Regions from separate parts of the Rattus norvegicus genome. Here region 2 is linked to region 1. Evidence: chromatin contacts called from public Hi-C data. All regions are on one chromosome and are shown on one strand. The core of a region is the stretch at or near the end of the contact, and the rest is flanking DNA. Distances in the headings are between cores, read along the strand shown.

Region 1 (3,139 bases), core at 98-2,597:
CTCTTCCAGTTCTTTCTCTGATTCCTTCAATAGGGGACCTATTCTCAGTTCAGTGGTTTGCTGCTGGCATTCGCCTCTGTGTTTGCTGTATTCTGGCTGTGTCTCTCAGGAGCGATCTACATCGACTCGGAGAGTCTTAAAACACGTCATAAATGTTTTCCTTTGGTGGAAGTACACACGGAGAATCTGATTTATAGAAGTCCAAATAAATCAGTGTGCGTGTGTGTGCGTGCGTGTGTGTGTGCGTGTGTGTGCGTGTGTGTGCGTGTGTGTGCGTGTGTGTGTGTGTGTGTGTGTGTGTGCGTGTGTGTGTGTGTGTGTGTGTGTGCGTGTGTGTGCGTGTGTGTGCGTGTGTGTGCGTGTGTGTGCGTGTGTGTGCGTGTGTGTGTGCGTGTGTGTGCGTGTGTGCGTGTGTGTGTGTGCGTGTGTGTGTGTGTGTGTGTGTGTGTGTAATTTGTGTCTTTATTGATTAATTTGATTTCTTGTCCGGTATGTGTTTCATGCATTTGTTCAAAGGGCGAATGTTCCCCTAAGACTTGGGGATGTACCATACAAGTATGCCAAGCACGTGTCACAGGCAGCGTCAAGGGAAGGTTTTATAACAACTTCAGTTTGCCTACACCTCAAGAGTTTCCTCAGTATGTCAATATTGGAGGGGCAGGTGAGGACTTCACCTGGAGCCCTGTGCAGACAGGCTACAGCCCTAACTCCAATTTGTCTTAGATTCAAAATAAGTGGCAGTTTTCCTTTGAATTTCTTTAAAAGTGCAATCTACCGCCTCAGTTCCTTTGCCACTTAATGTTTTAAGTCAGAAATATCATTTCCCTTCAGTATGTTTGCTCGGAGGCTGGTAAATAAGAGAGCTTACTTTCTTCCTGAGTTCTATTGCCTCGTCCTAGAAAACAACTCTGGAATTTCATTTTGAACGATATGAAGAAAATAAGGATTGGCCAGCAGTGATGAATTTGTATGATTTGTAGGTGAGGTTCTAAGAATATGTTAATCCCATAAAATAAAGGATATGTCTTCTTCTCAAGGTTCCACTCTGTGTTTTAAAGGTGAATTCAAGTGTTGGTTGAGGATTTCTTCTGAAACATTGCCCAAAAAGAGACATCTGCTTCCTGTGAAACAAAGCCAGAGTGACACTTCTTGGTGTTTTTAGCCATGAAGTGCTGTAGTATCTTCAACAGGACAGTGTTGGTGCTGAGGAATGTGTGGTTAATTCTGGAGTAGGCAGGATAAGCTATTTGAGGCTGTAATTTTGCAGTAACTAGGTCTTAGGACACGAATGCCAGGCAACCCACTTGTGAATCATCCTTCACTTCCTGGATCCTTTTCTGACATTTGGAAGGGCTTCTCAGCTTTGCACGGTGCTCCAATCGAAGAGGGCCTGGAGGCCGTTCGGTCCACTAACGTGGGCTGGCCATCAGCAAGAAATCTGACCATACCTTGGTATCTTCCTTCTCACTATTGTACAAACTATCAATGGAACTTGAGCACTGAAAGAAGTGTGCAGCACTGGTCCCCTAAACCTAGGACCAGCCATATCCTCTCGCATGCTGTGTTTAATTCTGGGTTTCATATCCAAAAGAAGACAGAAAGCTTGGAGAGAGTTTAAAGGGAAACTGAAAGTACAATTAGAGGTTTGAGAAACCAGCCCCACGAGGAAAACTTTGGGAGGTTTTCTGACTTCTCCCGCTGCGGAGAGCTTGAGCCCAAAAGACTCAGGTTTCCAGCTGCAGGGTAGCTACAGACTTTGCTCCTGTGCAGAAATGATTTAAGCTAAACATCGAATGTTCTGACCATAGAATGATTTACTCCAAAGAACTATCCATGCACAAACACAACTCTCATCTCAAAGGGGATTGTATACTCTGGAGCCAAACGTGAGTGGACTCGGCCTGCGAACGCAGATGGAGATTACCCCCAAATTCCACATGAAAAAGCCATTTCATGAAGCATTTATAGTAACAGAGCAAAGAAAGGCAAACATCAAACCATTTCTATTAGTGGGAACACCAGGAAGACGGGTGAAAAGCGAGGGGAGAACCTCTGCTGTAGGCCTCAGGGGACATCCTTGGCTTTGGGTTGTTGGAAACTAGAGTTTTATTGTCCACTCCGGAAGGTTCACCGGATGGCCCTGGAGATATCAGGTCTGGTACAGTAGAGGGCAATGTGTCTAGGAAGAGGCCAGAGAGAGGTAGGCTCCAGATGTGCAATATTCCAAACTCTTCACAGTCGCTGCAGCTCCCATCAGCTAAGGGCCTTCCAGAAGCTTCAGTGGAAGGTATAACTCCTTTCTGGGAACTCTTGCTCACAGAACATACAAAAGCCGCTTGCAGAGAAGAATGAAAAGTAGGGTAGGCTTTAAAAATAGATCCAGCATATGATCCAGCTAGCCTATGCCTACATGCACAGCCACGGAAACCCACAGCAGCTTAGGAAAGAGATTCCTCTTTGGGAATAGGAGCAGCTTAGGTGCCCATCAACAGACAGAATGGATAAAGAATGCATAAACACACACACACACACACACACACACACACACACACACACACAGAGAGAGAGAGAGAGAGAGAGAGAGATAGTAAAGGGAAAGAAGGGAGGGAGGGAAAAAGGGAGGAAAGAAGAGTAAAAGAGAAATAGTTTCAACTCTCCGATAGGAAAGAGCTTTGGCCTACAGATTCAAAAAGAGAGTAATCAATAGTCCTCCTGAAAAGTCTTCTAGTTACACGGCCATTTCCACTTCTATAAGCCAGTGATCTTACCCTGCGAAGGCAGGTTCCCAGCCTCGAAGTACAGTTTAAGGTCAGTGAAGCACGGCTGACAACAGTATTGGTAGCCATTCAGTAACAGGGCTTAAGAGGCTGACAATGGGAAGGCAGGAGCCATTGCTGTTGATGTTTAGACCAAACAATTAGTTACTGTAGAGTACTGTTTCTCCATCTGTAGCTCAGCTTCCCTGGTAACTCTGTAAAACTTAGTAACTGCAGGCACAAGGACCTGAGTTTGAACCCCCCAGAACCCAGGTAAAAAGCCAGACATCAGGCACTTGCCTAGAACCCCAGCTTTGGAAAAGTAAGGAAGGAGTGGAGACAGTCGGATTCCTGAAATGCAGGCCTAGCTGAATTGATGAGCT
Region 2 (3,577 bases), core at 398-2,897, 50 kb before region 1:
GACTTGGCAAGTTCTTCGTCGCGTTTTCTCTGCATTTGGGTTTGCTTGCACCAATTGTCATACTCTGGGTTAGGGTAGGAGTGGTCAAACACTGCATCATAGTGTCCATTGCTGAGCCAACTAAGCCAAATACTAGGCCTTAGAGAATCCTCTGGACCCAGATAGTGAACCATGGTAGACACGGTGGGGCTCTCCAGCCTCCCTCCAGTAGTTAAGTGTATATTCACATTCAGCATCTGCCCCATGGCCAGCAATTCGGGGTATCCGGCCCACGCCCCATCCTGGGCAGCAGCGATAATAAACTCCCCCACGTCGCCCTCAATGAGGGGGCTGAAGTGGTCGAGGTGGTCCGCGATGTAGTGCACGGTCTGCTCCCTCAGCTCCCGGTGCAGGCTCTGGTCCCCGTACACAGTCTTGCTGACAGCTCGGTAAAGGCAGTTACCGTCAGGGATGATGTGGAATCGGTACTTGTTCCTCTGTCTCAGGTACTTGTCCTGCCTCTCCACCTCGGCCAGGTACAGGGCTAGCTTCTCATCCCTGGGATCCGCCCGGGGCGCGCCTACAGCTTCGCCTTCACCGTTCTGGGTCGGATCGCCGCTGCTCCGTGCGGGTGCGGGTGCGGGTGCGGGTACGGGGTGAACCTCAATTTCGGGATCCGGCCGTCGGTGCGCGTCAGCCCCGGAGGCGTCGCTGCGACCGCTCGCCCGGTCCCAACCTCGGGGACTGCGCTCCGTCCGGCGCTCCTCACTCCACGGGCCGGCCCCGGGCTCCGGGCCGACGGGGGCCGGTGCAGGGGCTCGGTGCTGGGCGGCCGCCAGGGCCTGGCGATGCTCGCTCAGTCGGAAGTTCCTGTCGGGCGCGTCGCGGGCGGCGTTCGGGGCCGCGGGCTCGTCGGGCCGGAGCAGCTCTTCCAGCAGCCAGGCGGACGAGCCGCGACGCGGAGGCGCGGGAGCCGAGGGTGGCGGCAACAGGAGGCGCTCGGCGCCCAGGGCCCGCACGGCGATGTGCGCCGTAGACGTGAAGTGCGGCGGCAGCGGCGGCTTGCAGCACGCGCCGGGTGGGGCGGCGGCGGTGGCTGACCCGGACCGCTCGAAGCAGGCAGAGAAGGCGGGCATGGCGGCGGCGGCGGCGGCTTCGCGTGGTTCGGTAGCCGCGGCGGGTGGGCGCTCTCCGGTATCCGGCTCCGGAGCGGCGGCGGCGGGGCCCGCTGACTGCAAGGAGACCTTGAAGGCGGCGGTGGTGGCAGGCGGGGCGGCGGCCGTGGGGCCCGGCGTGCCCGCAGGGTAGTGGGTGCACACGCTGCTGTAGAGCTGCATGGCCGTGGCCGCCCGCGGCCCCTTATAGCTGCGAGCCCGGCTTGGAGACACACCCTCGGGCGCAGTGCCCCGGAGCCCGAGAATAGCGCTGAGCTCAGCGCCGCGGGCCGCCGCGTCAGGAGCCGCGAATAGCGCCCGGGCCGCGACCCAATTCGTACTGCGCCACAGCGCGCGGGCGGTCCGAGGGCACCGGAGGGCGCGCGCTCGGCCCGGGACAGGGGCGCAGGACGCTGCGGCAGCTGTGCCCCGCGCCGGCCGCTGGGGACGGTTGGAGAAGCTGCCCGCTCAGCCGAGCGCCGCCCGCCCGCAAGCAGGAGTGCAGCGCGCGGATGAGAGGAGGCGGGGCCGCGCTTGTTTACCTCAGGCCGCGCGGCCGCGTCACATGGTCCCCCAGGAATGCGCGCCCCATTCAAGCGGGGCCGCCCCGCCCCTCGGCGGCGGCCTCATGGGCGTGGCCGGAGAGGGCGAGGCGGGGGCTGGGCTACAGACATGCGCATTGAGTGCGCTGTCAACCTGACTACCGTTGCTGGCTGCGGGGTACCTAGGAAGCAGGTCTGTGGGCTGTGCCGCTGTCCTGCTGTGTGACGCAGCGGCGGGACCGGCTTAGCCGGGGCAAAAGACTAGGTTGGAATAACGCGTTTCTAAAACAAAGTGCGTACTAGGGACGGAGCTCTGCCTTGAATCTTGCAGGGCCAGTGGCATTCAGCAACTTCTTGAATCGGTTCTTCAGATGAAGGAGTTTGGGTCTGGTCTTCACGATCTTGCTGCCCGGCTAAGCAAAAATGCATGGGCGAAAGGAAGGCTCTCAGGCAGCCTTCCTCGGAACACCAAATGACATGCAGCTTAAAGCCTTTTGAAAGTAGATCGCGAGTGCTAAACTTTGAGGCAAGAGGAGGCACACCACCTATATTCTGGAACAACTCAACGAAATGAGACAACAGACTGACCTGTGCTTCCTTTGCAAAGGAAAGCCAGAGTGTTACCAAACTGGTACCTACTTGCAGTAACAGTAGCGTTTACATTATTCTGAGATTCAATCCAATATTAAATTTAATTTCCAGATATATAGATTGGATTGGAGGTGACTTCTTGGTATGGAAAAACAGCCTGCAGGTTGTGCTACATGCATTACACCATTCCACTGGAATGTAATTTCTACTTGTTACTAGGGTCTCTCTCATTGGGGATTCTTAGACTCCTTAATCAAAACATTTTGAACGGCTCAAAAGGAACCTTGGGGACAATTTTACTAATGTTTGAGAGGGTAGGTAATCTGCTAATCTTGGCAGTTGGCCAGAGAAGGGAGGAGAAATTTTAAAAAGCCATGCCCTTTTAAGTTAGGACTGGAAAAGGCAGGTCAGCAAGTCCAGCAACGGAGTTTGGCCAGCTGTTGCACTGGTAAGGGATGGTGTAAACCACCAGGCTAGAATAGGTGTATTCTAAACAAGACATTTGTGCTTTCCTCTTATTTAGCCCATTGGAAAAAAAGTGAACACACACACACACACACACACACACACACACACACACACACACTCACACACGCCCGCACAGGAATTTCCCCCCAGAGAAGGTACTTATCTTCTGGAGCTGACCTTTCAGGAGAGATTTGGAGCTGAGACAGAAATGGACTGGGGACCACATTTGCCAGTGTTTAGTTAGGCATAGCTCCTGCTTTGCATTTAAACCTCACCCTCAGGAAACACAACTCCAAGACAGAATTTGTGGATTAGTAAGATCTCTTTTTTTAAAAATTTGCTTTTCATCATTAATTTGGCACTTTTAGTTGCCTTATTGAGGAGGGATGGCCGAACTTGAGTTGGAACACAGCGTGTAAGCCAATAATTCCGGTAATAGTAGCTTCAGAGAAAAGTAAAAATGCAGTGTTCCTAGATGCATGCCTGGTATCTTCAAGAAAACAACGCAAAAGAGAAAATTACCCTTTTCTGAATGAGAGCTCAGAAGAGAAGGAAGACCAGAGCACAGAGTTCTTTACAAAAGAATGCCAGCGGCCACAACGTCTTCTGGGAAGGGAAAGTATATTATCTTATTAAAGGAATTGCTATTCCTCCCCCTTCTCCATTGCATAGCATAATCTGTAGTGCCTCCATCCTGGACTGGACTCAGAATGCTCAGACTCTATTCTTTTGACCAGGAGAAAGTAGATTTGTCCCATCTTTTACATGGTAATGTAAGTCGGAAAGAGGCACTTCCTTTTGTAGGTGATGGGGAGGAGAGTTCTAAAGTTCTGGACTCCTAAC

What was found. Hi-C and Micro-C count contacts between places; a contact is called where the count stands out from the background.
Region 2: a contact with region 1 is called in a Hi-C map of frontal cortex, with 1.9 times the contacts expected there. The contact joins the promoter of Otud1 here to the enhancer-like site in region 1.

The regions. Positions count from the first base shown.
Region 1 is chr17:87,116,794-87,119,932 of GRCr8, reverse strand. No RefSeq gene overlaps it. Among named protein-coding and RNA genes, the nearest start is that of C17h10orf67, 36 kb to the right of the region's middle. Within about 2 kb of position 1,347, at least 11 of the 93 cell types and tissues checked have an H3K27ac peak or open chromatin away from gene starts, as enhancers often do.
Region 2 is chr17:87,166,318-87,169,894 of GRCr8, reverse strand. It overlaps Otud1 (OTU deubiquitinase 1), which reads right to left and starts at 1,647. Exons shown (of 1, transcript NM_001400772.1): 1 at 1-1,647. The coding sequence starts at 1,316.